3 separate regions of the Mus musculus genome follow, and all the other regions are linked to region 2. The links are chromatin contacts, called in public HiChIP or PLAC-seq maps. All regions are on one chromosome and are shown on one strand. Each heading gives the region's core, a stretch centred on a gene start, on an enhancer-like site or on the middle of the called end of the contact. The rest is flanking DNA. Distances are from core to core; before and after follow the strand shown. Region 1 overlaps Rab6b (RAB6B, member RAS oncogene family). Region 2 has its middle 78 kb from the start of Gm31434. Region 3 holds the start of Amotl2 (angiomotin-like 2).

Region 1 (4,514 bases), core at 1,541-4,040, 220 kb before region 2:
ACAAAGGCATGAATGGGTGCGTGAGACTGGTATGAGTATGAGAGTGTGTGTGTGTGTGTGTGTGTGTGTGTGTGTGTGTGTGTGTGTTATTCCAGGATTAATGCCAGGATTTCTGATACACACAGCCCCAGCGCTGCCCTGCGGCCCAGGTGATGAGGAACCCTCACGGGTTCTTTGGAAAGGGAGCGCACTCAGGCTGTGTATATCAGGGCCACTCAGGACAGGCTACAGCTGGCCCCAGAGAGGCCAACATGCCATCAGTAGTGGGTCATGTGTCCAGTGGGCGCCAGTGGGATTTTCTTTGTTGCTCTTTGCGCTTATTTATTTATCTTGTTTTTCTGCCTTGTGAAAGGATCTACTGTACCCCAGCTCCCAAGTTGGCCTTTAGCTTGTTGCTGGGGGTGGCTTTGAGCTTCTTATCCTCACACTTCTACCTCCCTGTGCTGGGATTTACAGGTGCCCCATAACTGAAGACCCAAGCTCTCGTGCATACTGAACTAAGGAGTCCAATTAGCCCCCAGCCTAGCCCTAGCCCCCAACCCCCTCACCTCTCAAATGAAGATCCCAGAGCTCCCTCTAAGGACTGTTGGACCAAAGGAGTTAAGACTCTGTGAAGGCACTTCATTCTGTCATATGCTATGTCAACAGAAATGAGCAATTGTTACCAGGAACCAGCTGACCCAGGGCTCTCCAGGCAAAGCGGCACAGCCAAGCCATGGAGACTGCCCGGTGTCTGTCTGGTTATGCGGTATGGCCTCGGAGTCTCTGCTCAGGATGAGCAGAAACAGCAAGCAAGTGAGTGACTCTCCTGGCACATTAAAGGCTCTGTTGAATCCTGCAGTGGAGAGACAGGAACTGTTTCTTTCCTAATCTGTCAGACCCCCACCCCCACCCCCAGCCCCTCAGGAACCTTTGCTGTCCTATTCTTCATCGACATCCCAAGGATCTGGGATTCCCAGGGCTTCAGCAAAGGTTCAGGAAGGTGGAGCCGAGGAGAGGCACGCCGCTCTTTCACTGTGCCAAGGAGTTATAGTCAAGGTAGCTTTTCTATTCTTTATCTTATGAGGTATGAAACAAATCATTTCCGATGGTAGATGCCCACAGGGGATGAGATATCAAGAGATACAAACAGGCATGTGCCTGGGAGTCCTCTGTCAGTCTAGAAGCCCCGTGATCCCCTCACACAGCTGTGCCTTCTCTGCCTGTATTGCGTGATGTCTTCTCTGAAGGAAACGGAGGTGTAGTCTACTGTTATACGTGGCCCCGAACCTGGCAATGCTAATTTATTCTTTTGCGCTGGCAAACGGCACTCACTGACTATGAAAAATAGCAGCCACTTTATTTTACACATGCAAAGAATATTAAGAAGCACAGATTTCCTCCCAACGGTTATCTTCCTTTGAGTGTGGCATTACACAGTATCGACAGGGGTGTCGACGGTGGCGTACTTGCATTCCTCTGCACAGACCTTCCACCAGCACATCCGAGCAAGAAGATCTCTGAGCAAGATATTCCCTACGGCACTTGTTGAAATCTTCTTAGCTCTGTGCATTTATTATGAAATATAAATTTGCATCCACATTCTGACAAGATACAGCAATAAAGTCTACCGGAGGAAATCTGCATGGCAATTAGCATAAATTGACGCCAGCATTTATTTCTTCAGGGGAAGAGAATGAAAAGGCAAGTATGTGCGTGCGTCTTCTTTTTGAGCCCGGCCGGCCGGCGCTGGAGAGAAGCATCCGTAAATGGCAGAAAGCAGCTGGGCATGACAAGCCCCTGACAATGACTCTGCTGTTCTCTCAGGCACAGCCAACCACCAGACCGAAGTATCTGGGTAAAGTTATGCAAATTAGCATGCAAATGAGCCTGGTAAACTTAAAGACTCAGCCAAGAAAGTGGTTGCTTTGTAGAGAGGAGCTCACAGCCTCTTGGGAACAGGTAGGGCCGGGTCACTGCCAGCCAATGACAGCTGCTCAGTTAGTGCCCTGGAGGAGGAGATGCTGGCTCCCAAGGTCACAGGGCAGGCACCTGGCTTTTCAAGGTCACAATCTGTCCCGTGGTTACTTTCTTCTCTATGAAGAATGGCTGTCCAATTTGTAATCGTGTGTGTACGTGTACAATAACATATATTCATATACATACGTGCATACATGTAATTGGCTCTGTTCATCATAATACTAATACAGAAAACACCTTGCTACCTGGTCCCTGGGTGGTCATGGTGCTCACATCATGAGAAGTATCACTGTGGTCAACCAAGTCTTTGCCCATTCACCCTCCCCTCCAGTAGTGTCTGAGCCTGTGAAAAACAGTGTTAGTGACGTGGTCCCTAGGGTGTGTGGGCCAGACAAGCCAGCGACTGATGGCTGCTGGAGTGGGCAGGAAGGCCACCGGAAGACAAGAGTGGAGCCGATAGGAGAGGAGGAGGATTTGATGCAGCCACAGCGGAGAGAGGCACGAGTGCACGCAGAAGCTTTATTCAGTATTCAGGAAAGGCTGGCGTATATGTGTGTGTGTGTGTGTGTGCGCACTGCATAAATGTGTGTGTGCTGGTGTGTGCCATGTGTATGCATATGTATGTGTGCGTGTGTGTGCACAGGCACGTGTGAGAGTGTATGTGTGTGCACATGTATGTATCTGCATGTGAGTGTATGTGTGTACAAGCATATATGTATTCACCTTGAAGAGGAAGCATCGCTTGTCAGGTAAGAGGCCAGTTACCGCACTGTGTCAGGGAGAAGTCTCTGTGGCCACGGCAAGAGCACGTAATCAGGACAAGGCAGGAGACAGAAATAAAAATCCAAGGCTTCAGGCACCACGTGAGGTGACGTGACTAGGAGCCTCTCCCCGAGTGCAGATGCATACAGATGCATACAGATGCATACAGATGCATACAGATGCATGCTGCGTCCACTTCAAGGGCCCAGATGAGAATCCACACCTATCCATCCACCTTATCTACTCAGATCTCATGAAGAGGGCGGCCAGATGGAAATCTTGAAGCCCTATGACAAAGAGCATCTGAGGCCACTAGAAGCCAACAGCAAGGAGAATGCCCTCCCCCCAACCCCCAAAAGCTCAGGGCTCTCTTGTATGTGTTCCACCCTCAGGCCCCCAGGAAGGTGAGGACAGAATACACTCCTGTTCCTTTGAAGCTACTCAGTGTGTGGTAATTTGCTGTGGCGGCGGCCCCAAGACTGAGTGTGGGAAGCCTCAGGGCAGAACAGACTGCCATGGCTCGAGGATCAGCTGCCGGCAAGAGATCTCAGGAGATCTGAGCCTGCCAGAAAGACCAGCATTTGCTTCTTAGGAACCCCCTTCAGAGTCTGAAACACCTTCCCATCTCACAAGTGTCCTCTGAGAAGAGCCCTCCTGGCCTGTGGGCGCCTCTCTCCCTGAGGCAGCCCATTAGATCTGTGCTGTTCTAACTTGGTGTGGATGACAGGAGGGGCCATGGGTCCTCAGTGTTAAGTTCTTACCACCTCTCAGTTCTCTAAGACGCTAAGGCCTGAGCTGCCAGCTTTGCAGGCTGGAAAGAGCACCCTGGAGAGCCTCGGCCAGGAGTGACCTTCAGAGGACCACACCTCCCTTTAGCAGGGCTCCTTCACACAGCTGACCCTCCCAGGGCCCACAGGGGTTTCCTGGGTATGTGCTGGTATGGGTGGGGGAGCGCACAGCAAGAACCACCTCTTATTACAAGATATGCCCAGATTTTTTTTTTCCCTAGATAGAGTTTTAAGAAAACCTCGTTAGCATTTCTTCTAGGCTCTGCCCAACAGTTACCTAGGAACAGCCAGGTATGAGCCCAGCTGGCTATAAAAAGACTGTGTGACCTCTCTTCCCGCTTCTGTCCTCTCCTCCTTTCTCTCTCCCTGCATGTTCTCTGCTGGCCTCTTCCCTTCTTTCTCTCCTCTCTTTCTGTTCTTCTCTGTCCTCTTTCTCTGCCTCCACCCCCTCTCCACAGCCTCCTCTCATGCCCCAAATAAACTTCATTTTATACTAGACCCATTGTCTGGCTGGTACCTTGGTGGGGGTACCTCAACATGGGCCCGCTAAGGCACCCACTTCCGCCGCATCATGCTACCACATTACAAAACATACTACCTCTTAGCTGGGGTTTTACATGAAGGAATCACCACAGACAAAATTTCCTCTGCTTGAGACTTGGTTTTCCACCAAGTGAAAACTGTATAAGTGAATCAGTTTGTATGGTGTGATTAGGCAGGGCGGTGAGAGACTAGAGTACATGTGTTAGCGGAGAATAAGGGGTGTGTGTGTGTGTGTGTGTGTGTGTGTGTATGTGTGTAACTGCCAGGTAAGTAGAGAACGAAGACATGCTTCTCAAAGGTCCCCCAGGGCTGTAGAAGTGCCAGCTCACCAGGGCCACAAACAGAACCTTCTGAGAGGTTCAGCTGAGGACCCCAGCCTACCATACTCAGGGCCGCATGGTGGCCCTTTGGGGCCTCTTGCACACTCAGCTCTACATCAAGGTGGCACTGGCCGTGGCTGAG
Region 2 (4,459 bases), core at 392-2,891:
ATAGAAATGCAAGGGGCTCAGAATATCTCAGATAATCTTGAAGAAGGCTTAGGAGGCTCATGCTTTCTGGTTTCAGAAGATACTTTATGGGCTATCGAGATGGCTCAGTTGGTAAAGCGCTTGCCTACAGATCATGAGGAAGTGAGTTCATTCCTTGGGACCTAAAGATTCGAGTGTTCTGGCACATGCTCTTTACCCCAACACTGGGAGGGCAGAGTCTAGAGTCTGTTAGGTTGATAATTAACTCTAGCCATCCCAAGAGTTTCTAGCTTGTTAGAGGCCCATATCCCCAAAGCCCAAGACTGATGGCCCCTGAACAACACCCTAGGGGTTGACCTCTAGCCTCCCAGACCATGTGCACTCCCACACATGCAAACTTACATATGGTAGTAAGATAGTAACTGTGTTGGCAAAAGGATGGGCATATGGATCAACACAAGAGTCAAAATGGGATCCACTCGGTTTTTCAGTCAAGAGAATCAAGAAAGGAAAATAGAATTATTTTAAACAAATAATGCGTTGGAAATAATGAGATATGCACAGGACCTAGAGTTTTCACTTTAGGTCTTAAGTAAAAATTAGTTTAAGTAGATTATGGTGTAAGTGTTAAGATCTGTAAAATACTTAGAATTGAACTTAAACTGTAAAATTCTTAGACGGGAGCACTGGAGTAAGCTTAGCAATCCTGACATAGCAATTGGAGTAAGTCAGGAAACATTGTCTTACACACATCACATAAATATAAGTAAATAAAGTAGATCAATAATTCGGTGAATTAAAAATTAAAAGACTTTGTCTTCAAAGAACATTATCAAATAAATAAAAAGGCAACCACAAATTGAGAAAAACATTTGCAAATTATCTGCCTGACAGAAGTTTCATATTGTGAGATATAGAAAAGAAGTCAGCTGGGTGTGGTAATATATGCTTTTAATCCTGGCTCTTGAGAATCAGAGGGAGGTGGGTCTCTGTGAGTTTGAGGTCAGCTTGCTCTACATCGACAGTTCAGGGCAGCCAAGACTACATAGAGAGACCCTGTCTCAACAAAACAAAACAAAACAAAACAATCTCAAACTCAGAAATAAATAAAGTAATTGTGGTAGCTGGTGTTAGTTGTCAACCTGACAATCCAGAGGCACCTGGGAGATGGACCTCCAGACACGCCAGTGGGCCCTTGGTTGCCATGATCACATCAAGTGATAGGGGAGCCCTTCCTACTGTGGGCCAGATTCTCACCACAGAGATTTTATTATTTGGAGGGACAAGGCAGTGGGGGTGGGGTGGGGGCGGCCTCTGGATTGGACAGAGACAAGGATGACTGACTGGCACGTGGCCAGTTTTAAGGGCTCACGTGTAAGAAAGGCAAAAAAAAAAAGGGGGCTGTGCTCCATGCCCCGCCCCCCAGAGAGTTGGGCTTCTCAGATTGGCTAGGAGGAGAACGAAGCAGATGAGGTAGCGGCGGCTTTCTGTCCTGTAGCAGGGTGTTTTTCGTCACGCAGCTGGGTGGGCTTGAGAGGACCAACAGTTGGTAGAAGTGATAGTGGCTAGTGATGGTAGAATACTATTATCTTATTAGAGATAACAAGCTGGAAGATCACAAGGTTGATGACGTCAATGCTAGGAGACAATGAGGCAAATAGCCAGAAGCAATAGCCTGCCTCACTGGGGCCCAGGAATGTTGATTAGGTTTACCGGAGTCTCCAGGATCAACAAGAAGTTGCCTGAAGGAATACCAGCCTGTGGGGAAGCCCCAATCTGTTCCCTAATCTCAAACTGGCTTCCTGTCAGGCCCTGTAGCAGTTTGGTTGGTAACGGTGGTGATAGCAGTGGAGGGAAAGAATGTGGCCGGGACCATGGAAGCCACAAAGGCTCGGCCAAAGAAGCTCAGCGTCCTATAACACTTTGCTAGAGCCAGGGAACTAAGCCCAGGATTCCAAACAGGTAAGCAAGGTTGCACTGGCAAGTTAATGAGGCTGCCAAGGTCTTAGGAGCACAAAAGTGGAATTTCAGGCACAAGACAACCCGCACCAGCAACAGTGGATGTGGGAAGAGGTCCCCCAGAGCTCGCCCTCTCTCCTTCTGTGAATATCCCCAACTCGGGCATCCTGAGACAGCTCCTTCTGGCTGTGTTGGTTTGCTCGAGCTGTTGATGATATCAACAGCACCTGTTTCCTTAAGGGGCCTCTCCCCACATAGTCCACAGCATTCCAATCTATGGTGCCCCGCAGCCAAGAACCCAGCTATCTCAGCCAAGAGGATTATAGGAAGATCTGGGGAGGTAAGAAGACACTTTACGCTGGGTCCTTAGGTACTTGTCACAGGACAAAATCAGCACATCAGGCTGTGGTCCCACAACATCCAGGTCACAGACTTCATAGCCCCCAGGGCCTTAGAGAAAGACAGTCTGAGACTGACGCCTGTGGGGAGTGTCCACAGAAGGGAGGGCGAGTGCTGAGAACTGTCTTTCCAGGCCAGTGTTCTGGGTAATCTTCCCATTGGAGCACACAGCTCCTCTGAACTGAGCTCAGCCCTCCCGGGCCCCGCAGAGCCAGGCTATCTTAAGCACAGGTTGCAGCCGAACGAAACAGAAACAACAGCACTGCTTCGTTCTAGGGCTAAGGTGTGGCAGATGTGGCAACTTTCTTCTCACTGTCGCCGAAGGCCTTGTCTCAAGAGGCTGCGCTGCAAAGGGCTGGGGTTCCCGATGGGAATGTTGCCATGTCCTTCAAGGTCAGGCCACACTGCCTCAGGAAGTCCCGCTGGCCTGCCCACCTGAGTACCTGCTCTGTCTCTTAGGTCGAGACACAGCCAGTTCTGTCTTCTGGGTTGTAACAAAGCCAGTCATCATGTGTGCATGTTGCTCTATCCAATCCTCCCTTCTCTCAGCTCCCTGAGCTGGGCTGCCTGTATACCAGGGATCTGCCCAGTTATGCCTAGCAGACATTTTACTTTGGGTTTGGCCTTTGTCTAAAGATTTGGGGGTGGAGGCTACATGGATACATCTAACATTTTGTATGCTCAGCATAGATTTAGTCCACAGGACAAACAGGTGAGGTCTACCTCCAAGCCCACAGGTCCATCCCACTAGGTTCTCCAGCTACTCCCCAGCTACTCCCCAGGAAAAAGTTGGTGAATACCATCTGCTCCACCATCACACTGAATTCAATATAACCCAGATGATCAGTGCAGCCAGTCTTTCAATAAGGACACTTGGTATGGTCATGGGATTTGACTAAGATCTTGGAGCCCTCAGGAGAGGAAGAGAAGTCTTCATCCCATGACCTCTCCTCTCAGGCCTCAGGCTGGCCTCCGGCAAAGCAGGCTCTCATGACCAGAAGCCATTGCCAGCACTCAAGAATCCAGACTTGTGCTGTCATTGAGGCTATGGTTGGACCATCAATGCTAGGAGGCACTGAGCCCTCCACTTGCATAAACTCCCAAACTATCTCAACTAAAACTCCTCAGCTCTGAAGGATTGTCGCACAGTTATGTAAAGTGGGGATGGAGCACATTTAGAACACTTGGCTATTTTTGTAAGTCTGTGAACTCAGAAGAACAGAGCGCTCTCTGCAAACCAGCCCTGCCGATCTCGGGGTCCCCTCCACCCGCAATGCTGCCCAGACATTCTGACGCTGACATGGGTCAGCTAACACATTTTTCAACCTCAGAGCACCATGTACTTCTCAGGGATCTTTATTACCTGTAATCAGTTTACCATAACAAGCAACACGAGGTACAGAGCAAGTGCTCTTATTCCGGTTGGTTCCCAGATGCCAATCTCCAGCAGGCTGGCTCCCCTGGCTTTCCAACCATTTGAGAATAACAATCACTATCACTTCTCTGGGCAGTTCTGGTTTTAAGGATCTTGTAACAATGACTACCAACCCAATGCAATCACAGAAACTCTCAACTCTGTGAACTGGAGATCTCCTCTCTCAGTGCCCCACCTTAACCCTCTATCAGCTTCTCTCTCCTGGGTTGTCATGTCCCGGATGTGTTTGGGAAATGTGCCCTCTGTGCCTCAGTTTCCTAAGCTCCAAGACAGAAGTGTTAGGGATTGGTTCTAATGCTGTCTCGATTCAATTATGCTCCCAAAAGCCGCCTTCTTCCCAGAAGCTGAGGGTCTCTGCCCTCAGCTAGATTTGATTGGCAATAAATAATTGCCATATAGCCAATGGCTGGACAGGTAGACTGAGGTGAAACCAAGCGGGGTGGGGGAGAAAGGAGGAGATGGCCATGATGGGGAAGAAGGAAGACCAGACCTAAAAGTCTGCCGACATGTGAGAATCAGGGAAAGAGGCCACATGGGCCACTTCCCCAACATGTTAACTCAGGAGTACCAGAGCCAAGTGTTTCCTAGCAGGGGGAAGGATTAGAAATGCCCAACCTTTGAGCTAGTCGAGGCATTTTAAAATAACTGGTGCACGCACGTGTGTGTGTGTGTGTGTGTGTGTGTGTG
Region 3 (4,921 bases), core at 1,579-4,078, 210 kb after region 2:
AAGCCGTTCACTCAAGGAGCGCACATGGCCATGCCTCAGCTCTCGAAGAGCTTCATCCTGTCGCCGGCCGCCTCCGGACACCCCTCCTCTAGGATCCCGGTCCCCAACATGCGGCCGGGACCCTGCCTGCTGCGCTGCGTAGTACTGCGAATGGGCTTTGGCCTCCTCATAGGTGGGCAACTCTTCTCCTTTGCTGGGCTGTGGGCACAGCCGGTACAGCCTGTTCTCTGCCAGGTGGGTCTCTCCACCCTGATGCTCCTGGCCCTGGGGCTCCTGCCTGGTGGCTTGCTGCAGCACCTGACTGTCCTCGGGTGCTCCGATCTCCAAGGAAGCCTGGGGGCTCCCCGTGCCCCCAGCTCCAGCCCCACCCCGCAGGGCCTGCTGCTGGATAGCCAGCAGAGTGCGAGTCTCTGTCAGGTTGCCGTAGCGCAGCTGCTCTTGGATGAGACGGTGCAGGACTGTCCCTGAGGAGTCTTCCAGTGTCCTCATGCTTCTCTGGCTTGCACACACCTGCCTAGACAATGGCCAGCAGGCACCTGGTCTCAGAGCACCTAAGAGACAGAAAGAATAGCAGTCAAAGGAAGCACAAACAAAGGAGGGAGGGGCACTTGCAGGAACACTCTGGATGAAGGAGGAGGCTGGGTGGGTAGGTGGGTGGTTTTACACAGGCCCAGATGCAAGTGCTAATATGGCCATCTATTGATTAAGTTTAGTTACTGAGCTTCTGATCCTTAGTTTGCCATTAATATAAATATATATATGCATATATGTATATACATACATATATATGTACACACACACACACACACACACACACACACACACACAGTGTGTCTCTTGGAGTTGAAATGTAAGAAGCTGAGCGCCTGGTATGCTATAAATCCTTGGCAAATGCTTATCATTGTAACATTTATGGAGATTTAGCTGATCTTACAGATATACAACAGAAAACCAGAAGGCTATCTCATATCACAGTCCCCGGCAGTCAGCCATTACCCCAAACAATCTCATGGGCAAACTGTAGGACAGGCGTCCATCAAATTCAACCACTTAGCAATAGGGTTCCCAGTTTACTGGCAGGCGGTAAAGAAAGAATGTAGCCCAGCAGAAAGAAGCCCTAAGCAAATAATTCCATTGATTCTTTAGAATAAAGACGCGTGAGCCAGACCCTGGGCTCAAAGGCTGCTGATAAAATAAATCTGAGTCTCCCTGTCACAGATGACCTTAGCAGCCACTCTGCAAGGTGAGCAGCACAAGAAGCCCCATGGAAATTGGTGAGGAGGCAGAGGGGAGCTTGCAGTAACTGAGCCAGGGAAACATTTTCCATGACCACCAACCTCTTTTCTTGGCACACACATTTGCTACTTAGAAAAACCCCTCCCTACGTGTATGCTAGAGGCACACAGGGGATGATCCCTCTGCATCTCTGTTGATATTAGTAACAACTACCTATGCCAGTTGATGGGGTAATGAGGCGAGGGGGGAGACAAAGGAAGGGGGTGGTGGCCCCTTTCTGTGCCATACTAATGCTAGCCCCCTGTCCTACCTCAGTTTGGGAATGGTATGTTGGCAGAGCTGGAGAAAGGTAATGAGCCCTGACGATACCCAAGCCAGCAACTAATCCTCCCCCCCCCCCCCAACTGCACCCTGCAATGTGTAAGACTTGAAGAGTCTGCTCACACGCGGCTTTTTCTACGCGGTATTTCCTAAGTTAATCACTGTCTGGGCTGACTCGCGCTAAGGATCCGGGAGCGGCTAGAAGGAATGCTGAGCCTTCCCGGCAGATTCCAGGCGCGCCGACTATGAGCCAGGCTCTCGGAGCACCGAACATTTCCGAGGCCTTTCATCGCACAAACGTCCCAATCGAATCCCCTAGATGCACAATCTTTCTTTCAAATACTTATATAAGAGCACTTACTGAAAATCAACTTCCTTACACGGGCGCTGTACCTGGGCTGCACTGGAGCGCTGCACTCGGAAAACCAGCCACCTTTCTAAGCAAACACGGGTCTCTGGCCTTGGCCTGGGCTCACTCCAGCAAAAGGAACCAACGCTAGTCTCCAAGTCAACCAGGCCAGTCCAGGGTCCCGGCGTTACTCACCTCTACCGAGGCAGACCACTAGCACCGGTGGCTGCCCGAGCGCCCCGGGCGAGCAAAACCCGCAACCGCGAGAGGTCTTTAAGCATCGCGGGTACGCCTCTCTCCCTAACCCTCTTTGTTTTCCAAATACTTCAGCGCTGACGTCACCGGACTGGACAGCAGGCTGCATTCTTTCTAAGTGAGAGCCAGTTCGTGGCTCCGCAGAGGATTTTCCAAGGAAGACAAAGAGGAATTCTTGAGCTAGCTGAGGGTAAAAGCCACCTGTATCCCCAATCCAGACAAAGCAGCCACGGTAACCTCATAATTCAGCGAGATATGCCTACCGCAGCTTTTCACTTGCCCCGCACGCGAGACGCACACTCCCAAACACTGATCCTCTGTCCTTCCTCCAGCCCCAGTGGGTCGGAGAATGGTGTCCTCACCCCCACAAAAGCGCGAGCAGTCTAGGCTAGACACCCAGGATCGATCCTCGAAAGGGTTCACAGTCTCCCCTCCCGCTCCCGGGGAGGCTCGTCCACCCCAGCTCCGATCTCCAGAAAGGGTCGGACTGATCGCGGTGTCCCGCTGCTGCTGGGAAGCGTCCCCGCCGGCCTCGCGCACTGCCCGGAGTGCCCGGCACCTTGCTTACCGCTGCGGCCCGCGGCTGCCGGCGCACGCAGACCCGGTTCGGCTTAGGTACAGTCAGCAACGGAGGTGCGCACTAGTCGGTGGCGCCGATGATCTGCTTGCTCGCGCCCCAGTGCGCAGCCTCTAGGTCAGCCCGCGCTGGAGGCGGCTGCTATGCCAGGAATGTGAGAGTTTCAGGTTCCCCCTCGGGATCAAAGCGAACCACAAATAACCTCTCAGCGCGCCGCCCTCCTCCGCTCTCCGCCTCCCTCCGCTCCCCGGGCCAGCCCCCGCCTTCCTCCCGGGAGGCGGCGCTGCGGCTGGCCGCTGGGCTGGCCTCAGCCTTGTCCCCTTGCCACTCTGGGCTCTGGCGGCCGTGCGGCATTCATTCCCTGCCACCCTGCTTTGTGTCCTAGCTGTTGGGAGTGTCTTAACCAACTCGTCCCAAGATCGCCCCACCACTGCCCGCACCGGGTTCTCACCCTCCATTCCTACAGGCACCGAGGGACGACTCCAGGGATCAGCCTCTCACGCCCCTATGGTGGCTGTAAGAAGGGTCTGTGGCGTTTTGGAAATGGCGGGAGGACTGCACAGCAGTTCACATCCGCCCAGCCTTGACAGTGTTGCAGACGAAACGATGTTTCGGCCCGCCGCTGCCCAGCCTCTTTCCTAACTCCTACTATTTCACCCCCCAGCGGCAAACTTTGAATTGCACTTTTATTGTTTACAAACACCTTGGCCAGCTCTTTTAATCCTGCCTCTACAGGAAGTGTGTGAATCTGGGTTGAAAATCTGGTGGATTTAACCCACTACCTAACTAAATGAATCAACCACTCACTGGGCATTCGGTCCAACTCCTCCCTAACTCCGCTCATCTTTAAGCCAAGCACGCGGCGGGTCACCACTTGCTTTTTACTCGGCCATCCGACTCCAGTAACCCTCCGACGGTGCTCTTATCATGTCTGTAATAAATAAGAAACCAAGGTTCAGAGAGTCTAAACAACTTGCCTAGGGTCACACAGAGAGTAGCCAATGAAGCCAGGTCCCTTTTCTTGGTCTTCAAAATCCGGTCTCCGTAACCTGACAAGGCAGAGAGTCTCTGCTTCCACCTACCTGTCCCGAGTTTCAGTGTCTTTTCCACCTCGTCTACACCTAGCCAACCCTCTTTGTCTTCCGCTTCTCTGGCTTTTGGTGTGGAATCGACTCCTTTGTCATTTGGACCCTTCTACTTCCCCAGGAGACTCCTCCAGCTTAGCTGCTCTGACTCCCTCCCCTCCCCGCCCCCCCCACCCTCTTTCTGGTTAGAGCGTGCATTCCTCAGTCCCATCCACCTCGAATCAGGACCAATTTCTGCTGCGGGACTGCCGGGCCCAACCCCCTCCTTCCCTCGGCGTTCTCAATTCCTAAGTTTGCTGGAGGGGACCAAGGACAAGAAACCTTTCAAACTCAATAGTCAGGGATGTGGTTATTTTTGTATAAAGCTTTCCTTTAAAAGGGAGGGGTTCTCAGGAGTTAACCCCCCTTGCTGCCTTTACAGAGGATGTGCCTTCGATTCCCAGCACCTACCTGGTGGTTCACAGCCATCTGTAACTCCAGTTCCAGAGGATCTGATAGGCAATTCTAAATTATGCTGGTACGAGGCACCTACATGGTGTTTGACCGTACATGCAAGCAAAGCATTCATACATATAAGATAAAACAAAAAGCCTAAAAAGAAAACAAAAAAATGTGTATATGTTTTACTTGAAATCCAAATATTGCATTTTAGATTCTGTTTGTGTCTGACACAGATGAGAAAATAACAAATGTGCCAAGCTAAAGGCTACCTTACAAAGAGAAATTGTGGCTCGCACACACACACCATTGTCCCCGCTGGCTGCGGTAGGAGCCTATGACAAAGACTAGAGAAGGGATTCCCAGGTGCCCTCACTTCATGGGCAGCATTCTTGGAAACCCTTGGTGGAGAGACACCTACTAGGTGCAGGCACATATGCTCTGCATTACAAAATCAGGGGAAAGGCCATATGGCGCAGTCCTGGGATTCACTGACACCTAACAAATGTTTGACTAACAAGCATTCCTGAGATACTCTGAGAAAGGGGCCAGTTTAAGGCAGCTAGAATCCAAAGGTTCAATTTGGGGGGGTGGGCAAGCCTACTTCAGTCCAAAACAAGCCCTGAGTCAGTTTAGGTATGTGGCTCAAAGGGACAGAGT

Evidence for each region. HiChIP or PLAC-seq counts read pairs in DNA pulled down with a chosen protein or histone mark.
Region 1: a contact with region 2 is called in an H3K27ac HiChIP or PLAC-seq map of trophoblast stem cells, with 21 read pairs. The contact joins two enhancer-like sites. A contact is called at or near these places in 1 of 484 Hi-C or Micro-C datasets (nephron progenitors) and 3 of 115 datasets of contacts at active chromatin or transcription factors (embryonic stem cells, extraembryonic endoderm stem cells and trophoblast stem cells).
Region 3: a contact with region 2 is called in an H3K27ac HiChIP or PLAC-seq map of extraembryonic endoderm stem cells. The contact joins the promoter of Amotl2 here to the enhancer-like site in region 2. A contact is called at or near these places in 1 of 39 promoter capture datasets (the C10 cell line), 1 of 484 Hi-C or Micro-C datasets (embryonic stem cells), 4 of 115 datasets of contacts at active chromatin or transcription factors (embryonic stem cells, extraembryonic endoderm stem cells and trophoblast stem cells) and 2 of 9 other capture datasets (adipose tissue and liver).

The regions. Positions count from the first base shown.
Region 1 is chr9:103,144,242-103,148,755 of GRCm38.p6, reverse strand. The region is part of intron 2 of Rab6b (RAB6B, member RAS oncogene family); the gene reads right to left. Among named protein-coding and RNA genes, the nearest start is that of Gm51658, 14 kb to the right of the region's middle. Within about 2 kb of position 2,790, at least 95 of the 459 cell types and tissues checked have an H3K27ac peak or open chromatin away from gene starts, as enhancers often do. A contact at or near this core is called in trophoblast stem cells, where this site is marked.
Region 2 is chr9:102,922,118-102,926,576 of GRCm38.p6, reverse strand. No RefSeq gene overlaps it. Among named protein-coding and RNA genes, the nearest start is that of Gm31434, 78 kb to the left of the region's middle. Within about 2 kb of position 1,641, at least 51 of the 459 cell types and tissues checked have an H3K27ac peak or open chromatin away from gene starts, as enhancers often do. A contact at or near this core is called in embryonic stem cells, extraembryonic endoderm stem cells and trophoblast stem cells, where this site is marked.
Region 3 is chr9:102,715,711-102,720,631 of GRCm38.p6, reverse strand. It overlaps Amotl2 (angiomotin-like 2), which reads right to left and starts at 2,828. Exons shown (of 10, transcript NM_019764.2): 1 at 2,730-2,828; 2 at 1-551. The coding sequence starts at 489.